Linked DNA regions of Hordeum vulgare: region 1 is linked to region 2. Evidence: chromatin contacts called from public Hi-C data. All regions are on one chromosome and are shown on one strand. The core of a region is the stretch at or near the end of the contact, and the rest is flanking DNA. Distances in the headings are between cores, read along the strand shown. Region 1 holds the start of LOC123406089 (acetylajmalan esterase-like). Region 2 overlaps LOC123404678 (CCAAT/enhancer-binding protein zeta).

Region 1 (5,000 bases), core at 1,176-3,675, 560 kb before region 2:
GATTGGACAACAAATGTCCGGTCCAAACCTTCAGATTTGGTGATTTGGAGAAGGATTTGAAGAGGGGCCCGTGGCTGGGAGAGGGGGCTGGGGGAGGGGAATGAGGAGGGGGTGGGGAGGGGGTGGGGAGGGGGGCTGGCCCGTGCCTGTTTAAGTCAATGTGTGGCGCCTAAGCGTTCGGCGCCACACATTACAATGTGTGACCCCTGAGGCTTAGGCGTCACACGGCCTGGGGGTGGGCCCTCTCTGCCAGGTGGTCGGGGGGGGGGTGTGTGTGACGCCGAACGGCTAGGCGTCACACAGTGTAGTGTGGCGCCTAGGTGTTGGGCGCCACACAAAAGGGTCAGCCGGGTGACATATTTTTCCCGAGGGGTCACTCCGTGAGTTCTTCCCCTCGGGGGTCATTTTTGTTAATTTTGCCTACAAGGCAACGTAGTTTTTCTTATAGTGTTTGTCCTCAGATAAAGAATGAAACTACCACCTATTCACCTGAATGGCCTCAGATACACAATGGCCTCGGATACTTACGAATTCGGGTTCTCATATGCACAGTCAGATGTTATTTCTTTTATTCATGTGCCGCCACAAAAGTTCATACATCAACACCAAACTACCGTCCACACTCCACAAGACCCGAAAAGGAAAAGAAAATACAAATGGCGGGGCGAACACTTGGAAAGTAGTGTCGAAACTCGACAACCAACCACATGCTATCCATCTACACGCGCGGGAAATTCACCGGCGCAGGAGACGCGAGGCCTCGGCGGTAGAGCAGCTCGCTCATGACCTTGTATGCATGCTGCGTCAGGTGGACGCCGTCCCAGCTAAGGTACTCTTCCGGCCTCGCGCACACCGCCGTCCCCGGCGCGCCGCAGATCCTGTCCATGTCGAAGTTGTACGCGCCGCCGCCAACGCCGCAGCACGCCTTGGTCGCGGCCGCCGCGTCGAATCCCATCTTGGACGCGCCCCTGAGCATCTGCACGTAGGCTGAGAAGTAGTCGGCGTAGGCGATGGTCGCGGACGGGTAGATCTTGCGCAGCTCCCGGATGCCCTGCAGCAGCAGCACGTTGTGCATCTGCGTGAAGAGGTTGAGCCCCATGAGGCAGCCGTTGCCGTCGTACGCCGCCGGGTCCGTCTCGTTCACGGCCTCGAGGTAGCTGGGCACGCAGCCAAGCGGGAAGTTGCCCGGGATCACCATCCGCGTGGCGCCCATGTCGAGCAGCTCCTTGGCTGCGGCCGTGATGGACTTGACGACCTGCGGGACGAGGACCAGCGACTCCACCGCGCCGGTTATCATGTGCCCGATGTTGTAGAGGCCGCCGTTGGGCTGAGGGCTGTTCATGGCGAAGGCGTAGTTGTAGTCGTTCCCGCCGATCTCTCCGACCAAGACCAGTGAGCTCGCCAGCTTGTCGCGCATCTCCGAAGGGGTTTTGGTGGTGCTGGCCATGAAGTCCTTGAAGCGTTGGAGCTGGACAGAGAGGGAGCTGTTGGTGTGGGTCATGTGGAGCCCTATCCTGGCGAGGTCCGCCGTGTCGAGGGCGGTGGCGCCCGTGACGGCGAAGTTGACGCCGTGCGTGAAGTCGGCGCCCCTGTCGAGGTACGGGCTCAGCAACGGCAGTCCAAGATCCTGGGCGAGGAAGTCGATCATGAGGTAGCCGTCAGAGCATCGCCCGGTGGCGCCGCCGATGGCGGAGCCGTAGGGGAGCTTCCCGGTGTGCTCCATCAGCCCGACGGCGCCTTCCCGGATGAAGTTCCCGGTGTCCGATATGGAGTCCCCAAAGTTGTATATCGCCGTGATGCCATCGACCATATTCGGCGCCGGAGAAGGTGGGACGGGCCTCCCGAGGCAGCCGACTACGAGGAGTAGCACCACCAGGTAGCGGAGAAGCACTGCCGATGCCATGGACTGTCACGCAAAGTTGCACGCTACTATACTACGGTACAGTGCTAGGTTGTCGGTCGTGTATTGGTAGCGATGGATACGCAGGTTTCGGTGCCGAAAAGATTGTGACCACAGCCCCCCTATTTATGGCGTCTAGCCGTTCCCGACTTTCATTTCCGCCAGGACAAAGTGACCACCGGTGCAGTTCACAAACGGATTCGAAGATAGATCTAGGATACCCGTATCTCTCCTTCTTTAAAGGGAAATGCTCTGTTCGGCCCGCCGCGCGGGCCGCCCGATCCGCCAGCTATACGCGGGTCACGTCGTTAGATCTTTGTGCAATAATTTTTTCTCAATGTAACAACTTTTATCTATGATGCAACAATTTCGTCAACGGTTGCAATAAAAAAATTGTAGCTAAAAAAATATCTACGTACTCGTAGCAAAAAGAAATTGATGATGAGCGGTAGTAAAACAAAAAATAAGGTTGTAGCAAAACAATCCGGTAAACTCGGGTTGCAACTCTGACGAACATGCAGTGAACGGTTGTAGCAAAAAATGATACCGGTTGTGACAAAAATTAACACGGTTGTAGAAAAAAAATTCAACGAACTCGAGTTGCAACCAAACGTGGATGCAACTTCTTTAATGAACAAGTTGCAACAAAATAGAAAATGCTTGTATCAAAGTTAACCGCGTTTGTAGCAAATCTACATTAAAAATGTTGCATATGTGGACGAGTGTATCAAATTTATACATGGTTGTAGTAAATCTGTAATAAACAATGTTGCATGGCTGCTGCCAGGCGCGCGAGCCGCGAGGTTCGGTTCGGCCGGCGCTCGGGCTGCAAGCATTTACCTTTAAAAAAAGACGTTCTTCGTCCAACATCCTCCTTTCCTCTTGTCATTTATTGACTTGCCAAACAAAGTTATGTTTTCTTTGACAAGATAGTACTACTATAGAATATCAAAAATAACTGATTATCAAATAGAATTCTAAAAAATATGTAGATAGGTAAATCATATGCATGAGTTGGTAAACAATTATTTAGATAATCATACTACTATGAGAAGTAACCATGGGTTAATATACTATAGAATATCTGAAAAGATAAATCCCGAACATCTTATTTTTGGCATTTGGGGCTGTCCTTCTAACTTTTGGATGATTTGCACGAATTTTGAAGCAAGTCTAGTCGTCATTGTAGTTTTTTACGAAGTTCGGGATAACAACCGAACCGAGCAAACAATTTGTGTAATGTATCGTCCCTCTCTTCGCTCAACGGCTTCTCTCCACACTCTTTTCCTCCCCATGTCCATGTCCCTTCTCACTCATCTTCCCTCCATCATCCCGATTGTCCCCGCATGGATCAGATTCTAACAAGCTCGACGGCCAGCCCAAACTCACTGTCGCTATCCGAGGGCCCTTAGTCCATGCCTCGGTGCGTGGTGCAGCGCAACCACCCCCGAAGAGACGTGCGCGAGCTCCGGGAGATTTTTACGGGACCTGCAACCACATGAGGAGCGGGAGTGTCAGCCCTCACCACTGCGACGCCAAACACCATGGCTAAGATTGCGGTGGCAGTTGTGTAAATGGCAATTCTCGAGCGACTCGATTTTGTTTCAGACGAAATGAAATAAGTGTGAGTATGGTCCTCGTGAGATTACGAAAACGGCATGACAATTTTGCCATTGCGACAGTCTTAAAACTCTTGCAATGTTTTGAAGCCATTTTTTGGCATATTACCGAATATCATAACAATACACACTTTGTTAAATATTTTTGGCATGATAACAATCTTTATACGTTTGCCGTGTCACCGGTAGAAAATTTGTCATATCACTAACCCAAAATTTCCCATGGCAAAATTTTCTATCTTACCAAAATATATTTTGCCATGGAAAAATCTTACAACATTTGCCGTGGTTTTTGAGCGGGTGCGATGGTTGCCTGCTTCGTCAAGATGCAAGGGCGCGTGCAGACCGTGCTCACCATCGTCCACGTGCGCTCGTCGACATGGAGGCTGATGGCGCGGTGGAGGCTCACCCTGGTTGATAACCCACAAGTATAGGAGATCACGAGAGTCTTCACAAGTAGTATTTCATCCTAATTTATTGATTCGACACAAGGAAAGCCAAAGAATATTGATAGGCCTCGATAGTTGAGTTTTATATTCAACCACACCTGGGTTATCTCTCTGCAGCAAAGGTTTAGTAGCACGACATATGATAGTAGTAGAAGTAATAGTGATGGCAACAATTTTGGTAACAACTCTAACGGTAGAAATTGTAACTCATCAAGATTCAATACTTCTAAAGCTTAGGCACATGGATCAGTGATGGAAAGATATGGATGCCATCAATCATGTAACAACTACACACTACAGCGACACAGAACTAGCCCCAATTCATCAATATATTATACGCATGTATTCTGTATATCGTCATACATGCTTGTGATATGTAATTGCATGACATCTTTTGACCTACCCTCCCGTGGCAGCGGGGTCATATTGGAAACTTAGAACATTAAGGCCTCCTTTTAATAGACAACAGGAACAAAACATTAACACATAGTGAATACATGAACTCCTCATACTACGACAATCACCGGAAATAATCCCAATTATTGTCACGATGGGGTATGGGGATCAAAACACATAATAGGTGCATAGAACTTGCAAGATCGGATCTAAATACTTTTCATATTTAGAGAGAACATAATAAGTTTCGATCTGAAAGCTTGACACTCGGGCCCTGGTGACAAGCATTAAGCATAGCAAGGTCATAGAAACATCAATCTCAGAACATAGTGGATACTAGGGATCAAGCCCTATCAAACTTAACTCGATTACATGATCAATCTCATCCAAACTTCATTACCATCCAGTGAGCGTACTAAGGAATTATTCACAGCCGATGGTGAGCATCATGGAATTGTTGATGAAGAAGGGTTGATGATGACGATGGGGATGAACCCCCTCTCCGGAGCCCCCAAAGGATTCCAGATCATCCCTCTCGAGGAAGAACAGGCGGTGGTGGAGGCTCCATCTTGTAAAATGCGATGAAATCTTCTCTATAATTGTTTCTCCGAAGATGTGAATTTATATGGCTGGAAT
Region 2 (4,891 bases), core at 647-3,146:
TGTAATGAATTTAGTAAAATTAATGGGTATTTCAAGAACTTATCTTGAAACCATTAATGTGAATCTCAAATTGCTAAATATGGTACCTTCAAGATAATCTCCAAAATGGAGTAGATCTCGCGGCACTAGGGAGTATAATCTGATGAAGTCACTAGACTCACTCGTAGTGCCTTATGTCATGACTTAGTAAAATGTGTGGGACAGCACTTTGTAAAACAATCATAATGTCAAGACGACAAAATGTAGGCTTTATCAATAATCATTGATAATCTGCATGGGCGGTAGATCCATATGACTACCTTGTGATCCCAAGCATCAATTTGAAAAATAACACTTCAAAATTTGCATATTTATTTGCAAGAAATTGAAAATCTCAATTGCAAATAGACGTATTGATCTTGACATGCGTTGAACATGGAAATAAATACATTTCGAAATACATCGTACTCAACAGAGAAACAGTACCGTAGAAGTACTGAATTTATCTTCGCAAGACATTAAAAATCTCTATTGCAAATGGACAAAATTAATCTCAACACGTGATAAACATGAAAATATATTTCATCAACTTAAGATCTGGAATACAACTCGGTACTCAACAGAAATACACTACTATTGTAATGAATAGTAATGATGTTGAAAACTTGATGCTCAAGTGAAAACTTAAATTGTATAGACCTCAAATTAAATGAGATGATCTTGTATCAAATTGCAAGATAATTCAGCAGAGTGAATTAATGTTTTGCGAGAGAAAATTGATCTCAATCGCAGTGAGATTGTTTTCGAAAAAAGAAAACAAATTCAATCGCAAATCAATATTGTTTTGCGAGAAAACTTAATCTCAATCGCAAATCAATATTGTTTTGCGAGAAAACTTAATCTCAATCGCGGAAAACATGTGCTAGAAAATTTGATATGTGGTAAACACATTGAACATGTCAAGTATCAATGTACAAATATTTCTGGAATTTTAAAACTCAACAGAAAACAGTACTAAAATTATGGACTATTTTAGCAGATCTAAAACAAAAGTAAATTACTGCTAGAAGTGTTGTTAGGAGATTAATTGCTAATCTGCTAAACAAAGATGCAAATAAGCAAATAAAACAGGCGTTGCGGCCTGCATAAAGTACCAGCCACAAGCAAATTTGCCACGTGAAGGCAGCCCATCCAGGCCAACGCGAGCAGATAAGGAAGAGGGACCAGAGGAAATATCCACCACCGCTTTCGTTCCCAAATCGCACCGAGACGGGCGGAGACTCCCACGGCTAGTTGGCCACTTCACCGGCGGAGAGGTGAGCCCCCTCCGTGCTCGTCATCTTCCTTGGGAGAGGAACCACCAAGGAGCCCGTGGCTGGAAGCCACGCTGATGAAGGCGCCGTTTGCGGCACCGTTCATGAGATCGAGCGCCGCGTCCGAGCGCGGGCGAGCGCAACCATGGCCTGGTGTGGGCTCGAGCGGGCGTGGGCGTGGCGTGGCCTGGCGCGGGCGGCGGTCAGGGGGAGGGGCGCGGGCGCGGCCCGGCACAGGCGGAGGGGCGCGGGGCACGGCCGAGCGGACGGGCGCGGCTCGGCACAGGCTGAGGGGCGCGGGGCGCGGCCGAGCGGACGGGTGTGGCCCGGCACAGGCGGCGGCCACGCAAACGGGCGCGGGGTATGGGCGGGCGCCACAGCCACGGCGTTCAATGTCAGGCCGAACCACCAAAGGACGCTGCGTGCTCCTCCCTAGGAGTCGCGTCGGGCGTTGCCACACTTTCATCGACCGCCTTCGTCGTCGCGTGGATGTAGAAGATGCGGGTGCGCCGCTGTCGAGGAACCGCTGTGGGCTCCATCGCGAGCCGTGATGGGGAGGGCGTCGGCCACTACTGTCTGCGTCCGGGAGAAGGAGAACGAGAGGGCGAGACCAAACCATGCGCTGGAGGGCGCCAGGTCGAGCACTGGCACCTGGGCTCCAGCGCCGCTTCGCATGTGGTTGGTCATCGGCGACGAGAACGACATCCGTAACTGTCTGGATGGACTGATCTCTCTTGTGGCCTTCTGCTCTCGGTAGAGACACGTGACTGATAACGTATTAAACGGAAACGAGATTGAATGAAAGTGAATGGACAATTAGTCTTGTTTCTATTGATTCTCAAGTATACATACATCTGAAAAAGGTGCGAAGAATAGGTGTATGTTCGAAGACATCCCTTCAGAACAGGTGCGTATTGACAATAGAGAGAGAGGAGACACGATTGTTCGGAGTTGGACACATCCCTTGAGTTAATGTACTGACTAATTTCTAACAGGCATGCAGATCCTACCCCAAGCGACCTTGCATTAGCCACTGTGGCAAAATTCCTGGCCTTTCCAAAGCCATGCACGCCTAATCTTGTCGATTTGCCAGCTCACCCACCTCGGCATCTCATGCGCCGACATCTAGTGCACCGTGAACGCTGAGAACACCCAGTTGAGGAGGACCAGCCTGCGTGCGGTAGCAAGCAATTTGAACTTCCAACACGCCAACCTTGCCAAGATTTTTTCAATAAGCGGTTGCATATCACTCTTGCGCAGCTTGTGGAGGGAGAGCGGGAGACCGAGAAATCTACATGGAAAGGTTGTGCATATGGCCCCCAGGGGTCCGACCACGTCGTGTAAGCAGAAGATGTCGTCATTGATGGCCAACATCGTACTCTTGGTGAAATTTACTTTGAGTCCCGTAGCGTCCGCGAATGCTCGAAGGATTGATCGCAGCGTTAGCATTTCCTGTCTCATTGGGTTGAGAAAGACTGCGACATCATTAGCGTACAAACAAGTGCTTCTAGTCAATTCTCACTTGTGGGCGTTGATGTTGGTCTTCTAGTGGACCACTATTTTCCACCACCATCCCTCGTGGTGAGGATGTGTAGCACCGCGCGGCCGTTCAAGTCAATGTTGTCGATTCCCATATCTTCCGAGAGAAGCTCCTCAACCTGTACACACCGCTAACAATAGCTACTTTGTCGTGTCCAAGTTCTCTCACATGCTAATCACAACATCAATTGGTGGCTTGAGATTAAAATGAGCATCAAATACACTTACACTGGTAATGTTTCAAACAATATGGGCACTGTCCCCATGTGAAAAATACAATCCATTGATAAACATTTTGCGTTTGCATTGGGCGTCCTGCTCTATTAGATAGTGGCCTCTAACGTGCAGTGTGACGTGTGGCACGTTGGCTGGTGATTGTTCAGTTTACGTAGGTGCCTTGTGACGTGTGGCACGTTGATTGGTGATTGTTTAATTTATGCATAGGTGTCTTGTACTTCACCTTCCTCGTGCTGCCGTAAAAACATTGTTTGCTAATATTCCATGGGTTTCCAAGTATAAATAACGGTTTGCTAAAGCACATATCATTGATTTTACTTGAAGATTCATACAGATATTTTCTTTTTCCTTTTTCTGTTTTCTTCTTATGTTGATTGAGTCATTTAGATGTGCAATACTTAAGACACATCTAGACAAACTCAATAATAATCTGTGTCTTACAGATCTCGAAATTAGGGATATCCATTTTCTCCATGCTGTGGACGTTCTCATGAAAAAGTAATAAATTTAGGTGGATAATAGCTTCAGGAACCCAGTTTACATAATTTAGGAAAAAAAATTGTTTGCAACATACAAAAAATGTCAAAATTAGACGCCTAGACAAGATAACTGATCGCGTAATTCTCCGAGCCTGATCACACGCCGTTCTTTCTTCCTGCAAGAGCCAGCGCGTCCCCACGGGCAAAAGGATGGGCAGAGAGGAACTGGTGGCGGCGAGTGCCAGAAGGTAGACCAACATGTTATAGCCGCTTGCACTATGAGAAGATCCACTTGTGTCTTCCAAATCTATCGCAACAAACATTTTCCAACATGGTATAATCTCATCCTCATTCAGATCTCTTGGACTTCCTCTTTCGTGATCCCGACTGTTTTTGTCCTCTTTCCTTACGGCCCACATTGTCCCCAGCTTCTTTGTGCTTCCGCTGCTTCTTCTTCAACGTAGACTTCTCAGCCTCCCCCTCCATGAGATGTTCGTACTCTTCTAGACTTGCAAATGGAGTTGAGCCGCTCTTTCGCTTTCGCCCACGGGCTGCAGCTGCAGCCTTTACATCAGTAACATCATCATCTGAATCGTCAGCACTCTCAAGGGCTTCAGCATCCATAAAAGACATGTTAAGACCATCTTCATCATCATCATCGTCGTCGTCATCTGAAATGTCATCCAACACATCAGCATCACTGTCGTCTCTAAGCAAATCCCCTTCCTCCTCAAATGCCTTGGCGTCAAGATTGTCGTAGTCATATTCTCCATCCTCCGAGGACTCATCTTCCAGCTCCTGCATCTCGTCATCACTTTCATCACTGCCATCATCAACGTCATCAGCTAAGAGCTCTCCAGTATCTTCATCCAGAACTGAAGCTTTCTTCTTTGCCTTGGGCTTAATAGGGCCTGTCTTGTTCATGTAGAAACGATGGAAAACAACATCTTCTGGAGGAACTTCATTTTCTGCCAGTTCTAGCAGATCTTGCCCAATGAGATGATGATTCAGGTCAAGCTGCAGACACAAACACACAGACGTACATAGATCAACCAACAGAATTGCGGCAGTGACAACTCGTATACATCTGAAAGTGTGTGATGATTAGTAGAGGGTAGGCTCAAAGCATCAAGTTCCTAAGCCCAATCAGCAAATGTGTTGCAATTTTTGCATGTAAAGCACCTCAATATAATTGTTAAGTGGTATGCTGAGCTGAAATAGAATTTTGAAGGGTAGGCTAAAGCCTAGTGAAGGCCCCTAGTAGAATCGCCACTGGACAGGTTGATTTTACGTATAAATGTTCAAATAAATTATGAAGAGCATAAATATGCAGGAAATGATTGG

Evidence for each region. Hi-C and Micro-C count contacts between places; a contact is called where the count stands out from the background.
Region 1: a contact with region 2 is called in a Hi-C map of leaf, with 4 times the contacts expected there. The contact joins the promoter of LOC123406089 here to the enhancer-like site in region 2. A contact is called at or near these places in 2 of 6 Hi-C or Micro-C datasets (leaf and seedling).

What each region holds. Positions count from the first base shown.
Region 1 is chr6H:334,108,472-334,113,471 of MorexV3_pseudomolecules_assembly, reverse strand. It overlaps LOC123406089 (acetylajmalan esterase-like), which reads right to left and starts at 2,425. Exons shown (of 1, transcript XM_045099580.1): 1 at 546-2,425. The coding sequence starts at 1,903. The coding sequence ends at 719.
Region 2 is chr6H:333,552,301-333,557,191 of MorexV3_pseudomolecules_assembly, reverse strand. It overlaps LOC123404678 (CCAAT/enhancer-binding protein zeta), which reads right to left. Exons shown (of 16, transcript XM_045098615.1): 16 at 3,557-4,564. The coding sequence ends at 3,896. Among protein-coding and RNA genes, the nearest start is that of LOC123404678, 16 kb to the right of the region's middle. Within about 2 kb of position 1,896, at least 3 of the 3 cell types and tissues checked have open chromatin away from gene starts, as enhancers often do. A contact at or near this core is called in leaf and seedling, where this site is marked.